Linked DNA regions of Mus musculus: region 2 is linked to region 1. The links are chromatin contacts, called in public Hi-C maps. All regions are on one chromosome and are shown on one strand. Each heading gives the region's core, a stretch centred on a gene start, on an enhancer-like site or on the middle of the called end of the contact. The rest is flanking DNA. Distances are from core to core; before and after follow the strand shown. Region 1 has its middle 17 kb from the start of Adamts18. Region 2 overlaps Vat1l (vesicle amine transport protein 1 like).

The links. Hi-C and Micro-C count contacts between places; a contact is called where the count stands out from the background.
Region 2: a Hi-C map of cerebellum shows a contact between it and region 1, with 1.9 times the contacts expected there. The contact joins two enhancer-like sites. A contact is called at or near these places in 2 of 484 Hi-C or Micro-C datasets (cerebellar granule neurons and cerebellum).

Annotation. Positions count from the first base shown.
Region 1 is chr8:113,863,464-113,867,703 of GRCm38.p6, forward strand. No RefSeq gene overlaps it. Among named protein-coding and RNA genes, the nearest start is that of Adamts18, 17 kb to the left of the region's middle. Within about 2 kb of position 2,483, at least 7 of the 459 cell types and tissues checked have an H3K27ac peak or open chromatin away from gene starts, as enhancers often do. A contact at or near this core is called in cerebellar granule neurons and cerebellum, where this site is marked.
Region 2 is chr8:114,256,547-114,260,786 of GRCm38.p6, forward strand. All of the region lies in intron 3 of Vat1l (vesicle amine transport protein 1 like), which reads left to right. Among named protein-coding and RNA genes, the nearest start is that of Vat1l, 53 kb to the left of the region's middle. Within about 2 kb of position 2,320, at least 6 of the 459 cell types and tissues checked have an H3K27ac peak or open chromatin away from gene starts, as enhancers often do. A contact at or near this core is called in cerebellar granule neurons and cerebellum, where this site is marked.

The DNA.
Region 1 (4,240 bases), core at 1,233-3,732:
GCAACACAGCATCTGATTTAATGGTTCTGATTCTAAGTTTCCACACACAGTGGTCCTCAAGCTAAAAAAAAACACAATTGGTAATCTTACTATCTGATCAAAGGATTGCTGAGAGGAATGCCAACCTGTTGTTTTCTTGCACTGAGTGATTCTGCCAATATAGTGGGCTACTACCTCCTCTGTAGGCAACAATTTGAGAGATATGAGGCTGTCACTTGAGGTGGGAAAGAATCAGGAAGCCTACCAAGGCGATGAGGTCAGGAATCATGGATGCCAAGTGTTTCCAAAGGAATGGTGGCTTCCTAGAAATATCCAGCAAAAGAGAAAGTTGAAAGGGAGGAGGATGAAGAGAGGAAGGAGAAAGAAGAATGGAAAGGGGAGAGGGGGGTCTGAGAATTCAACAGATAGGAAAGAGAATCCTGGTGGATTTTACAAATGGGCAACTGAAGATAACGGCTCATTCTCTCTATCCACCTCTTTTCTACCAGTATCTCTGTACTTGCACACAGGAGTGTTTCAAGTCTTAACTAAGATCCTATAAGCAAGGTTAAATCCCTGACAACCCCATGGGGGGGGGGTCATCTGCAAGAAAAATGGGGAGGGATCTGAGGAATCAAAAAATCCATTAGATTGTGATGTAAGTTGACTCCAAGAAGGAAGAAAAGGAAATAGACCTACAGACTAAGATTCAATTTAGACCTCTCTGCAGTCTAAGGAAGGTTCTGAAAACCACTGAAGAAGCCAACAGCAGCCATTAGAGATCTTTGCATCCCTGAGAAAGAAGCTCCCTCAGTATCTTGGCTAGACTTACTGCATGGCTGTGATCAGTCTGCTAAGGTTTGGCCTGGCCATGGATGTGGGAGGGAACTTAGTCTATAACTAGTCAACTGCCTTTCTTGTAGTTGTGTGTCTGGGCCCCACTTTGGGCACCTTTAAACCTATAAGAAAAATCATGAGAAAACAAAATAAATACTAGCAAGGGTGGATGAAGGGAGGGGATGCTCATAAACCACTGGCAGAAATAGAAATTCATCTAATCTCTGTGGGAATCTGAATGGAAGGTCCTCACGAAACAAGTAGGAGATACACAAGACTCAGCTCTACTTTTGGTGACCTTTGACCTCCACACATGTACTATGGAACACACACACAAATGTGAACAGAATAAACATAAAAATATATAAATGTTTCCTAAGACAAGCACAAACCCTCTGCTTTTGATTTAACTCAAACACTAAGCAGCTACCACCTGCCTACGCTCTCTGAGTTATATTTGAGTATCACACTGTGGTGGTTGTTTAAAGTCCCTAAGTCAATGAAACACAGAGATACCTACATACCTGCTCTTCCCATGGCACTGGTCACAATAGCCAAGTTGTGTCCAGGACACAGCCTAGGTGTCCCATCAGCAGATGGATGGACAAAGAAGATGTGATATAACGCACACGGTGGAGTCTTACTTAGCTAAAATGAGGAACAAAATATATGCTGTTTTCGGGGAAAAGCGAATGTGATTGGAGATCATCCTTGCTAAGGAAATTAAGTGAGACTCAGAAAAGCATATATGACATGTTTTCTCCCATGTGTGGACTGAAAGCAGAGGCAGGACTGTTGGGAGAGGAAGGGGCTGAGTGGGAGGGGGAGAAGGAGGAGAAACCAGGCAGGATGGAAAGTAAGATAAGGGCTAGTGATATATTTGAAAAAAAAAATGTCACTATGAAACCTACTGCAGTAGACAACAAATAGCATAATAAAAAAGATATATATATATAAAACAACCAAAAAACCATTTTACTGGTACTAAAGCGATGGGTGCTTGCTGCCAAGCCTAATGATATGAGTTCAGTCCTGGCTGCACACATGGTAGAAGAAGGAGACAACAGAATCCTGCATGCTGCCCTCTGACCTCCATGTGTGTACTATGTCATACACATGCAAACAGAATACATGTCAAAATGTTTACATGTTTCCTAAGCCAAGCACAAACCCTCTGCTTTGGATTTATCTCAAACACTAAGCAGTCACCACCTGCCCACTCTCTGAGCTACACTTGAACATCATGCTGGGGTACTGACTTAAAGCCACAGAGCCCATCTGCTCCCGGGGGGGGGGGGAACGTGCTGCAAATGCCTCTCACTCTGTCCACTCGGTCCTGCCTCCATTTTGCCCGTTTTAGAAATCACATTCACATCTCAACTTTGCTGCTGTGACCTTCTTCTTTCTTCCTGTGGCCATAGCATTTCAAACTATAAACTTGGAGTCTGGGAAACAGACTCCATTCAGCCCCATGGTAACTCTCTATCCTCAGAACAGCCCAGAGGATAATAGGAAGGTTGATCCTGAGATGCTGGACTGTGGCCAGCCAGCTGGGAGTCCTTAGGTGGGACCCTGAAATAGTAATCAAGCAGGATAGACAGAGGTGACGGGCTTTAGGATCTTACCTGAGTGCTCCGTAGGTGGCCGCAGGGCAATTGACTCGGATCCAAGAGAGGCACCTGGCTCCCGGCTGGCACGATGCCAGTTTCGGAGGGTAAAGCTTGCCCTGAATGACGGTGTCTGGACTCATTTTATGCTTTATTGTTGTGTCACTCCTTAAAATTAATTCCTCACTGAAAGACGTTTGAAACCTAAGCCTTCCGAGCCTCCCTCCTCATCTTATTTCCAGTTGCAGGCACTTGTCCGTGCTATAACTGAGGAGAGCCTTGCTAGTCAGCCAGTCACTTAGGGAAACTAAATCCCCAAGCAAAGCCCCAGCACTGAGATACAGAACCTTTCACGGGTCTTTCAGGAAAAGAACAAAACTGTTCATGTCTGTCTTAGTTAGGATTGCTATTGCTGTGAAGAGACACCATAACTATTGTAACTCTTATAAAGGAAAACCTTTAATTGGGGCTGGCTTATAGTTTCAGAGATTTAGTCCATTATTATCATGGCTAAAAACATGGTGGCATGCAGATAGGCATGGTGCTAGAGAAGGGGTTGAGAGTTCTACATCTTTATCCACAGACAGCAGAAGGAGACTCTGTCCCACATTGGGCGCAGCTTGGTAGCTTGAGCATAGGAGACCTTAAAGGCCACCCCACAGTGACCCACTTCCTCCAGTAAGATCACACCTAATCCAACAAGGCCACACCTCCTATTAATGCCACTCCCTGTGAGCCAAGCATTCAAATACATGAGTCTTTGGGGGCCCATTTCGATTCAAACCACCACACTGTCCCACAGCATCCAAAGCCAGACCTTGTGGTAAGGTAGAAAGGAATGATTTCTCAAAAATTCTGGGAACACAGATCCAGGAACCGTCTTCCAAATGCACAGATGGGATGGTACAACAGCTCTTAACGTGTGGTCTGCCCCAGCAGGAGCAGCAGCATACGAAACTCATCAGAAGTGCTGAGGTTTGATAAGCCACCCAACCAAAGCACAGATTGTGATTGATGACTCCAGTATTACTTAAAGAAGCTGAAAGAATAGTTCTAGCCATGGTCACCATTTTATCTGTTATACTAAAAAGACCAAGGTTGGGTTGGATGAGCACAAATAACAAGAATAAAAATGTGCTTCCATATGGAATGGCCTTATAATGTCTTGTTTATTCATTCAAGTATTCAGTGAATGACTCCTACAAACCAGGCTGTACAATAGACATAGGAAAGCATCATAGCAAATAGAGACATGATCTCAGGAGCTTGCTTTATAGTAGAACACAAAACAGAACTGATATTATTTTAATAAATGAATGGCTAAAGTGTATAAGCATTGATTAGTAAAATGTTTTGAACCTAACAATTTCTTACATAAAAGCAAATGGAAGAGGAACTGTTATGAAGTAGATGATCTCTGAGTTGGGACATAAATTAGTGGAGGAGCCATGAAGAAGAACTTTGGACAGAGACTTTTTATGCAAAGAAAGAGAGCATGCATGCGTTAAGCCTCGACCGCTGGCTTGAGTTGGAAAATGACTGGGGTGGCCAGATGCAAAGATTAAAGGATAGTGAATTAAGAGAGAGGTTAAAGAAGACATACTTAGAGATGCATTTAAAAGGCTGATCTTTGTAGCCAGACCTTCAGGCATTCATTGAGAAGGGCTGGGACAAGGTGAGGGGACTCGCACTTGACAAAACCCCACAACAAGTACAGTGTGAGAGAGAGAATAAAAATCGAGGAGGGCATGAAGTACAACCAGGAATCCCAGGGGTCTAGGCTAGAGGCAACGAGTTCAAAGGGACCAAGATGGCAA
Region 2 (4,240 bases), core at 1,070-3,569, 390 kb after region 1:
AGTAACTGGGAGGATACAGCATGAACTAGCCTGTGGCTTTGTGGGCCATACTTCCTGACAGCACAATTTATGGTGAGGCTGTCTATTGAACAGCGCAAATAGTGAGATAGTAAGGTCACCTCAAGGAAGAACTCACGACTGTGGGAGGCCATCAGTTCCCATCCTGGATCTGTTACAGGAGGATGCTGAGTTGAGAAGCTCTTCCTCAATAGGACAATAGGCCAAAGGTCGGACTGAATGACCCCAGAGCCTTTCCAGGTCCCATATCTTCCATCCTGTGCTTCTTGGACTTCAGCATGGGAGACAAGCCCAAATGTCTGATCCAAAAATCTTCTCGGGAAGCTAGGATGAGATGAATTTTTCATGTCAATATTGACTGGTGGTGTGCAGTGTGTTGAGACTCTTGGAGGACTCTCTCCTTCCCACCTACAGCTACCTTGAGGAGGTCACCATGACCACACACATGTGCTCTGGCTGCTGGTGTGATTTGTCGCTGTGGCTAGTAAATGTGATGGAGTATTTCTGGAGGTGATCTGTCCCCCAGAACAATCTATTTAAGTGTTCCTAGGGCCTAGAAAATCCTGCAGCAGAAAGTTGATGACCAGTGCATGTCGCGCTGTCACATGTATGGCACATAATTATTTACTGAATCAAACATGTACTGAGTAAAGCATTGTGAGATGGTGAAGAGACAGAGATAGGAATAGGGTTGCCTTACAGAGATGGCAAAGAAGGAAAAAAAAAAAAGGAAGATTCATTGATTCATCTGTCCCATGTTTTGTGAATAGCTTCTATGTGCTAATACTATGCTAGGGCTCTAAATCAGTCGCCCAAGATCATCAGAAAACACAGATATTTCCATTAGTGTTCATAATAGTAGGGAAATTACACATGAAGCAGCAATGGAAATAATTTTACAGCTGGGGGTCACCACAACATGAGGGACTGTATTAAAGGGTCATAGCATTAGAAAGGTTGAGAGCCACTGCTCTTGAGAAAGAGGTGACTAAGGACATATCAAGGAGGCTATTGCTTAAATAAGGGAGATAGCTTAGTAAACAATACTAAGAGTGAAATAATTTTGCTTGTGATATATTCACAAAGAATTTCGGTTAACTTTGAAAGTTTCTCCTTAAAATGAGGCAGCAGGACAAAGAGCTTCGGGGACACTTGCTGCTCTGCAAAGAGTCAGTCTGAAGATGAAGGCCCAGAAAGATGAAGCGACTAAGTCTAAGCACCCCAGTAGGGAACTTATCTGGATTCTGATCCACTGCACATCAGTTCCCTACAGGACTAACCAGTGAACTAGTCTGATCTGGGAGCCTCAGATGTCACCTCCAGCAGTGACAGGCCCTGACCTGCCCCATTCAAAACCTCAGCCCGTGGATTTGAAGTCACAGTAAAGAGTCCATGACTGATCTGTGAAGGCTGGCAGGATCAGAGCAGCAGTCTGAGTGGGGAAAGTTCATGGTCAGGGCAGGAGCTTTCAGAGGAAATGCTACATCACATCAGAAAGTGCTGAAACCAGTGTTGGGGCTCCAGCTGGAGTCAACCACACTGGTTAATGAGATGCCTTCAGCAAGTGCAGACATTTAAAGCAGGGCCAGAAGGCAGGTTGCTGAGTTGTAAAACCACATTCCAAAGACCTTGATCTCTGCCAGGCACCAGGGTAAGATGGTTCACGAATGCCTGTGCTTAGGAAGGAGATGCTGTGTAGACTGCAGCTCAAAGGAAGAGAGAGAACCTGTGTTTCCTCACAGGTTCCATACCTCTGTGTCTAGTCTGTTCACATGGTTGCCTGGGAGGGGGGGGGGGTTGGGGTGGGAGTTACAGCCAATTACCTCAACTGTTTGAATATAGCCATGCATCCAGAACAACCAGTTCAAGTCCCTCAAGTAATGTGCAATACATCCAAACATCAGACCCCAAGTCCTACTGAGGCTCTTCCCGATGGTCCACCTTCCTAAGTTCTTCCTCTTGACTCAATATCAGCCTGACAATATGACCCAATTTACCAGGATGCTTGTAGTTTATATCTATTGAGCAAGGAAAATTAACAATAGCATTTCCCACTTTCCCATTTCAACCATAAATTACATGGTGTACTTGGTCACCTTGCTGGACCGTAATTCAATTTGGTTCGGGTTGAAAGAGGTGCATTTATAAAAACCTTAGCGACAAACTGGGTACAAATTGTCATTTGGCTGCAAACAGGAACCTGGCACCCCTGCTATGCGAATGCAGCCATCCTGGGAAATCTGTCCAGGTGCAGCAGATGGAAGGCAGCCAGTCTGGAAGGGATCTGATTCTCTGTGATTTAGAGTCCTGCAAGGCGACTTTGCCATCTGGTGGGCTGGCTGCTCCTTGGCCAGGATTCTAGCTACATGGTTACTAGAGTCCAACTAGAGGCAAAGAGGCAATCTGTGAGCTATGGCTCTTCCTGTGTCTGTGCATAACCTCCATAGCCTGCAGAGTATTGCTCACCAGAGACACAAGACTTGGTGTGGTGCCTATAAGGGCAGGTTAGTAGGGCTGTCATATTTAGTTGGGCAGACTATACACTGCACGAGGACAACTGCTTCATGAAGACAAGCAAAGAAGATGGCCACTTCAGCTGCCCAGACTCACATCTCTGTGGATACAGGGTTATCTTTCCAATTCACATAAAATTCTAGTAGGATGTTGTTTCAGAGTGACAATAGTTATAAATGGAACCTCTCCAACCCAGCTAATTGCCCTGCAATTGACAATTGTAGGTCCCAGAGTGCCTTAGAAAAAAGCCATTTAACCTGGAATAACTGGACCCAAGATCGTTACAAAGAAATGAAATTGTGCTTTGGATAAGAAGAATAAAAAGCCTGGGATTCATTGAGCTCCTGGTCTGGGTACTTACCATGCTGAGCAAACCCCCCTGCTTCAGTGAGCATGTTTCCCACCTCTGGGGTAGTCAGCACTTTCTCAAATGAACAGATGAGAACATTGAGGCTCAGTGTGTGTGTGTGTGTGTGTGTGTGTGTGTGTATGTGTGTGTGTGTGTGTGTGTGTGTGTGTGTGTGTGTGTGTGTATGTGTGTGTGAGAGAGGGGGGGAGAGGGAGGGGGAGAGGGAGAGGGAGAGGGAGAGAGAGAGAGAGAATATCAGCCCTCAAGAGGCTAAGGCAAGAGAATTGCTGTGACTTCCAGATCAGCCTGGACTGCAGTGTAAGATCTTGTCTCAAAAAGAGCAAAAAGTAAAAAAACAATAGGAAGGCAGAAGACCAATGAGCAAAGAGGGATGGCAGAAGAGAAAGAAGATTCTAATGTGGCGAGGAGGCATAAGGCTGTGAGTGAGCGTGCTGACAGAGCACAAGATACTAACTCTTCCAGGGAATTCTGGGAAGCATCCCAGAAGCAGTGCTTTGGGGAGGCGATGTGGGAAAAGCCAAAAGCCAGTGGCTGTGGTTTGAACATGAAAATACCCCAGCAGCTTATGCACTGAACCCCTGGTCCCCATAGCTGGTGGAGGTGGGTTTCTGAAAACAGGCTTGTGACTGTTAGATCATGGTCATATGCTCAGTGCTGTTTCCATGTCCTGGTCTCGCATCATGGGAACCCTGCTGCTACATGCCCCCTGCCACTACAAACAGGCCTGTTCCAGCTGGCGTGCCTCCATCACCATGGAGGACTGTAGTCTCTGAGAGTAAGGTGTAAAATAAATCTACCCTGCTTCAAGCTGCTTTGTCAGGAATTTGGTCTCAGACACAAGAAAGTGACAAATAACCACACTTTGTGAGACAGCTGCTCTGGTTTGACCCTGTGTAAATCATAGCCTAAAAGAAGTTACCTCCTTTGAACCACATTAGACCCTATGAGTTAGTCATTAGTATCCCTGATCTAAAAAGCAGGGCTCTGAGGCTCAACTAGGCTCCATGTACCTGTATTTAGCAAGGCAGTGAGAGTCCAGGAATCAGCCAGGGAGTGGAGTCCAAAAAGGACCCAGGAATTGGAGCCAGGAGCTTCGTCTTAAACAAAACAATTACAGTACTTTCATCAGTTCTGAGGATTTCATACATGCATGCATAGAAAGTATTTCGATTATATTCAGCTTCTAATCCTCCCCCGACTCCTTGCAGTTCCCCCTCCAATTCTCCCCGCTCCCAATGTTGTTTCCTCTGTTTTTAATTTTTAATTTAACTCACTGAGTCTGATTGTGTTGCCCATATACTCTCAGATGCGGGGCTTTCCACGGGAGTGTGGTCAACC